2 separate regions of the Muntiacus reevesi genome follow, and region 1 is linked to region 2. A link is a contact called in public Hi-C data. All regions are on one chromosome and are shown on one strand. Each heading gives the region's core, a stretch centred on a gene start, on an enhancer-like site or on the middle of the called end of the contact. The rest is flanking DNA. Distances are from core to core; before and after follow the strand shown. Region 1 holds the start of PCM1 (pericentriolar material 1). Region 2 holds the start of FRG1 (FSHD region gene 1).

The links. A called contact is a pair of places that touch in the nucleus more often than the background predicts.
Region 1: a contact with region 2 is called in a Hi-C map of blood, with 5 times the contacts expected there. The contact joins the promoter of PCM1 here to the promoter of FRG1 in region 2. A contact is called at or near these places in 2 of 3 Hi-C or Micro-C datasets (blood and muscle).

What each region holds. Positions count from the first base shown.
Region 1 is chr10:60,928,902-60,931,820 of mMunRee1.1, reverse strand. It overlaps PCM1 (pericentriolar material 1), which reads left to right and starts at 1,497. Exons shown (of 41, transcript XM_065947344.1): 1 at 1,497-1,863.
Region 2 is chr10:60,756,544-60,759,610 of mMunRee1.1, reverse strand. FRG1 (FSHD region gene 1) reads right to left here and starts at 1,718. Exons shown (of 9, transcript XM_065947447.1): 1 at 1,494-1,718. The coding sequence starts at 1,555.

The DNA of each region.
Region 1 (2,919 bases), core at 248-2,747, 170 kb before region 2:
TTTCTTAAGCAAAAAATTCTTTCAAGGTGTCAGCAGACCTCAGTTTAAACTTGTGCTCTCCCACTTGGTGTTGTCAGAACTTTGAGAATTTATTTAACCTCTCATTAGTAAAATGGAACTGATGCAGAACCAGTTATCTTCATGACAGTTGTGAGAATTAAAATTACAACAGATGAAATGCTGGAACCAGTGTCCAGTACAGAATTAACATTACCTTAAGGGGGAAAAATTAAAAAAGCCTTCCAAGGTAGGCAACGTTACTAACTCTTGTCCCTCATTTCATGGATGGGGCAACTGAAGCTCAGAAAGGTTAACTTGCCCAAGGTCTTAGTGGGCTAGAGTAAATACCTAATCCATTATCCCATCGGTGGTGTGAGTTCCCATAGCACTTCGTTTTCTTATAAAAAAAAGTTTATTTACATCATACCTTATTTCTGCATCATTCAATAAAATACCTCTCAAAGGGCCGGGACTAAGTTTTTGCTACCTAAATAGTAAAAGAAGTACTTAAAAATGTATGACGAAGTGTCAAGGATCACTGCACTGAAACTGAACCTAGATTCAGTTGCAAATTACAGTAGCAGGAAGGGCTTTATTTATCTGAATTATTTATTGACATGCAGTTCTACTAAGCGGTTTTGCGAACAATTTTTATTGGTGACTGAGAACAATTTGCTCTTGGAACTCAGATGCGTCTTCTTCATTCCTCCTACGCTTATTTTGCTTAAAACAAAACTATCCCGCAACTGCAAACTGTCGAAAAATAAAGTGCTCTCGCACGCAAGAAAAGTTGAGCAGTGTTTAAAGCTTTCAGTTAGCCACATCAAAGACATTAATTATCACTTTACCGCATTTGGGGGGTTTAGGAGAGAACCTGTCAATATACTACTAACCTTAACAGGGTCGCTGATGAGAGAAGAGAATATATACACAGGGAAATTCAGAAACTACAGTTTCAGATAACATTCTTGAGATTCAATTTAGATGAAAATCATCTGGCTCTTCTAAGTCCAGCAAGGCATGAATTCAAGCTGGCATTAATTACTGACTGATGATGCTCCCACTGACCAACTGGACGATTTCGGCTAATAAACTTGCGTGGGTTTATCTCCTCAGGTGTAAAATTAGGCCCAGACTGTAAAGGCCCTTTTGGTTCCATCCCTTGCGGACCCACAAACGGGTGGAGAGCGACCCCAGTTTCTGGTCTCTCTCCTTCTTCCGGCACTTCCAGGGGCTGGCACTCCCCCGCAAAGGAAAACCGGAACGCGCCTCCACTCTTTTTCCATCTGCCAAGGCGGGTCTCCAACCACTTCCTCAGAGGCCTCGCCTCCTCGTGGAGAAGCCGGAAGCGCAGAGCATACTGGGATTCGTAGTCACATCCCTCGGGACGAACAAGCGGGCGCGTGTACCCCGAGAGCGAGTTGGCATTGTGGGATATGTAGTTTCTGGTGGTTCGTTTGTGGACTCGACACCGGGCTCCAGAGAGAGAGGTGACACCACCGACTCCAGCGGGTCACATGACTCCGGTCTAGCGCGTTGATCACACTGCGGCTCCCGCCAGGGCGAGTTTCGCCCCCACGCGGTCGTTGCCGAGGAGACGGCGCATGTCTCCCGGCGCGTTGCCCCCTCTGCAGTCCCCCCGCCCCTCTTCTCCCACCACAATGAGATCCTAAGATGGCGGTGGTTGCGGCGGTTGGCGCTGAGGAGCTGAGGTAGAGGAGGCGGCCATTGGGCCCTTAGGCAGCCTGGGAACTTGGGGCTTCTCCCTGCTGCGGTCTCTAAGGGCGGCCCGCTGCCGGTGGCGGGTCGTGGTGGGGCTGACCGCTACTCCGCCCTTGGCAGGAGCGGCTGCTTCGTTTACAGGTAATGCCTGCGCGTTCCCAGCCCTTGGCAACCGACGGCAGCGCGGCGCCGGGGCGGGAGAGCAACGGCCCTGGGACACTTGATCCTGGAGAGCCTGGCCTCGGGCCCACGCCCCTGGTGGGGCTCCTGGGGCTCCTTGCTGCTTGCTTCCCGTCCCTCTGGGCGGGCCGATTGCCCCTTCCCCCGGGCCGAGCGATGCTGATCTCGGGGTGAGCATCTAGGGACGCGTCGGCGACTGCAGGACCCCCTGCTTGCCTCCCCGCCCCTCTTGCTGGCCCCGGGGAGGAGACCGCCGTGGGGACTCGGGCGCTCCAGGAATGTCCCTCGCGAGTGGAGGAAGTGGAGTGGGGGCTACGGTTTGTTTTGGGGGGGGGGTCTCGTTTTCCATAGCAAGGGGCCTTAGTGGGCCATAATCTGCGCCTCTTCTACCTTACTCCCCAAATTCCGTTCCGTGGGGCTCTCGAGCTCCAGAATTTGGAGTGGAGAAGAGCGGGTGAGGAGCGATGCTACTTTGGGGTTGGGCCGTGAGCAGCAGGACTTACGCCGTCCCGGGCGTTTTTAGAGCTGAAGGGCCGGGGGAGGCGTTCCTGACTTGGGGGTTCCTACTGGCGAGGCGAATGCTAATTTTACCGCGCTTCCCCTCCGACCTCCCGCGGCGCCCCTTCGCCATCCCTTACTGCAGGTCCAGTTTGGATGGGCCGCGGGGTGGGGGAAATACTAAATGCCAAATGGATTCGAGGAACGTTGCTTGCTCTGCAGAAACGAGTGTTTGGGGATTAGGTCGTAGGCCCCGCTGGGGAGGCGGGGCCTCCAAACTTTTAAGCCCCGCGGCTCATTCCTCTAGAGCTCATCCTATCTGAAAAATAATTTTCTTTTTTTTTTTTTTTTTGGACCAATGCGAGGTCTGTGGCGGCTGCTCTACGGGTGACGGATCGTGTTTTGACGCTGGAAGAAGCGGAGTTTCTGGGCGCCCCTTCCACCCCCGCCCCGTAACTGCCTTGCAGACTCCGCCTTGTGCTATTCTCTGGTTACTGGAGTGGGTGGTGGTGTAAAGCT
Region 2 (3,067 bases), core at 469-2,968:
ATCATTTCTGTCCTTTATCGAGCCCATCTTTGCATGAAATGTTCCCCTGGTATCTCTAATTTTCTTGAAGAGATCTCTAGTCTTTCCCAACCTGGGAAGTCCTTAATGGAATATTATTCAGCCATAAAAGGAATGAGTACTGATACAACATAGATGAATCTTGAGAATGTTATCCTAGGTAAAAGAAGCCAGATACAAAAGGCTGCATATTGTATCGTTCAGTCGTTCAGTCGTGTCCGACCCTGCATATTGTATGATTCCATTTATATGGAATATTTGTTTATGAGGCAAACTGATACAGACAAAAGGTGGATTAGTGGTTGCCAGGGATTAGGGGATGAGCAGAATGTGGAGTGACTGCTAATGATGGTGGGCTTCCTTCTGAGAGGATGAAAATGTTCAGCAACTCAACAGTGTTGAGCCTTGTGAATATACTAAAACCCACTGAATTCTACTTTAAAAGGGCGAACTTTATAGTATATGTAGTTTATCTCAACAATAAAAAACCCGAGCGACTTTAAAAAAAGTTAACAGGCATTGTTTACAACAGTTTTGGGTACATATGAAATGCTACATGTGTTAATTATATTGATAGTTATAATGATTATAAGACAAACTTGTTTGCATTTTCACCACAAAATAAGCTTTCAGAAGCTAACTCTCTCCTCCCTCCTATGAATTCAGACAGTAACAGTTTCACATGTATTCAGGATAAATTCTTAATCCCAGACCCCTAGGCAGAGTTCTAAAGAGTAGTGGCTTCAGTTTGCTTCTTGACACTTTCCTTCCATCCCATCTAAAAGTACCGAAAACTCTTATCACTGGGAGCAGGATGAAATGCTCAGCATTTGTGTAAATTGATCAACCCTGAGCAAATCTACCAGTTAAAAAAGAGGTGTAGGTATGAGTGAGCAGATATCTTTTCCTAAAAAATCTCATGCTCATAAATCACCAGGGTAACTTCTTCCTTGCGTTTGGCTCTGCTTATTTACTGTACACATCACCTCGTTTAATCCTCAAAACAACCCTTTTGGAGTATCACTAATCCCCTCCCAAGAGGAAGCTCAAAGATACTGACGAACCTGCCACAAGATTAGTAACTGGTGGAGTCCAGGTTTGAACCCATAGCCTTTTCAAAATCCGTATCTGCATATTGCATTAAAAATAATTTTTTTAAAGGTGGCAGTGAAGCCATGTTGAAAAGTTATCCCTAATAAAGGGAGTTACCAGACTATAACCCACACGACCAGACTAACACAGTCCTACCAAGCATAGGTCTGGAGGTGGGCGTTCATCAAGGGAAATCCGACGTTGTGGCTCCTGGTCCCCCAGGTGCGCGCAACGTCTGTGCGTCCCGGCAGGAGCCCAGGCCCAAGGGCTGGGAGCCTGAATGACAGCTACCAGCGGCCCCAGGACACCCGCCCCAGGGAGGGGAAGGCTGAGGGGAGTCGAGAAAGAGGGCGAGAATCTCCCACGCAAACCCGCGTCCTTACCTCTTGGCCTTGGTTCCCTTGAGCACGAGTTTGGTGGACTTCACATAGGAGTATTCGGCCATGGTCGTGGCAAAACACGTGAGCGGGAGCGGGCGAGGGAGGCACAAAAGTGGAGACTGGGCCCGAGCTCCCCGAAAACGTACTCACCAGCGGAGTGGGCGCGTCTCCTCCCAGTCCCTGGCCTTTTTTCACCCCAACGTCAACTCCCAAATAGAATTCCACTTCCTGTTTACAGCCTGGGTACGGCATCCGCAGAGGGCCGAAATAGGTCCGCGTTTTTTTTTTTTTTTTTTCTGGCGGCACCCTGAGAACGGGCGTTTCCGAAGCCAGGGAGACGCGCCCTCTGGTGGACGCGGCGGGTCTCGCAGCCGAGCTGGATGTCTAGAGCCGCTCTGGACAGAGTCCGCCTGCGAGGTCTTGGGAGGAGGCGATAATTAGATTAGGGATGCGATGACTCAATCTACCCTCCGGAAGCGGCTCCGTGGACTGGTCCTGACTGCGCCGCAGGCCAAGGGCTGGGCCCGCGTGTGCGGCGGGGCGGCGGGTGCGTTGAGTAACACAGGGCGCGTTGTTTGGCCTTGGGCGACTTCACAAGCCGTCTCAATTCCGTAAACGTTTATTGTACTGTTCGTACTTACGGAGACTCGAGTAATGCAGAGGAAACAAACGGAATAAAATAAAAGACAATAAGTATCAACGTTTGGGCGGAAGATTTCACAGCGTTGCAGGATTTTGGGTGGAGATGGGCAGGCGGGAGACAGGGAAAGCAAATGCATTCGGAGGGTGGGTCTTAAGAGGCTTCCACAGCTTCAGTCCCTGCTCCCATCTCTTCAGCAGTTTATAATCTACTTCCCTGATCCCTGATGGGATCCCTGATCCCATCGTCTCTTCCTTCCTACCATCTACTGTAGTGCCAAGTGATCTCTCCAAAGAAACAGCTGATCATTATCCCCCCTGTTTTTGTTGTTGAATCTCTTAAGTCCTATCCCACTCTGTGACCCAATGTACTGTGGCACCTAGGGCTCCTCTCTCCTCCACTGTCTCCCGAAGTTTGCTCAAATTCATGTCCATTGAGTCATTGTGCTATCTAACCATCTCATCCTCTATTGTCCCCTTCTCCTCTTGCCCTCAATCTTTTCCAGTGTCAGGGTCTTTTCTAGTGAGTCGGCTCTTTGCAACAGGTGGCCAAAGTATTGAGGCTTCAGCTTCAGCAACACTCCTTCCAATGAATATCCAGGGTGGATTTCCTTTAGGATTGACTTGTTTGATCTCCTTGCTGTCCAAGGGACTCTCAAGAGTCTTCTCCAACACCATGGTTCGGAAGCATCAGTTCTTCAGCCTTCAACCTTTATGGTCCAACTCTCACATCCGTGCATGACTACAGACATTTGTCAGCAAAGTGATATCTCTGTTTTTTTAATATGCTGTCTAGGTTTGTCATAGCTTTTCTTCCAAGGAGCAAGGGTCTTGTAATTTCGTGGCTACAATCACCATCTGTAGTGACTTTGGAGCCCAAGAAAATAAAATCTGTCACTGCTTCCCCCCCTTTCCCCCTTCTGTTTTGCACTGGGGAA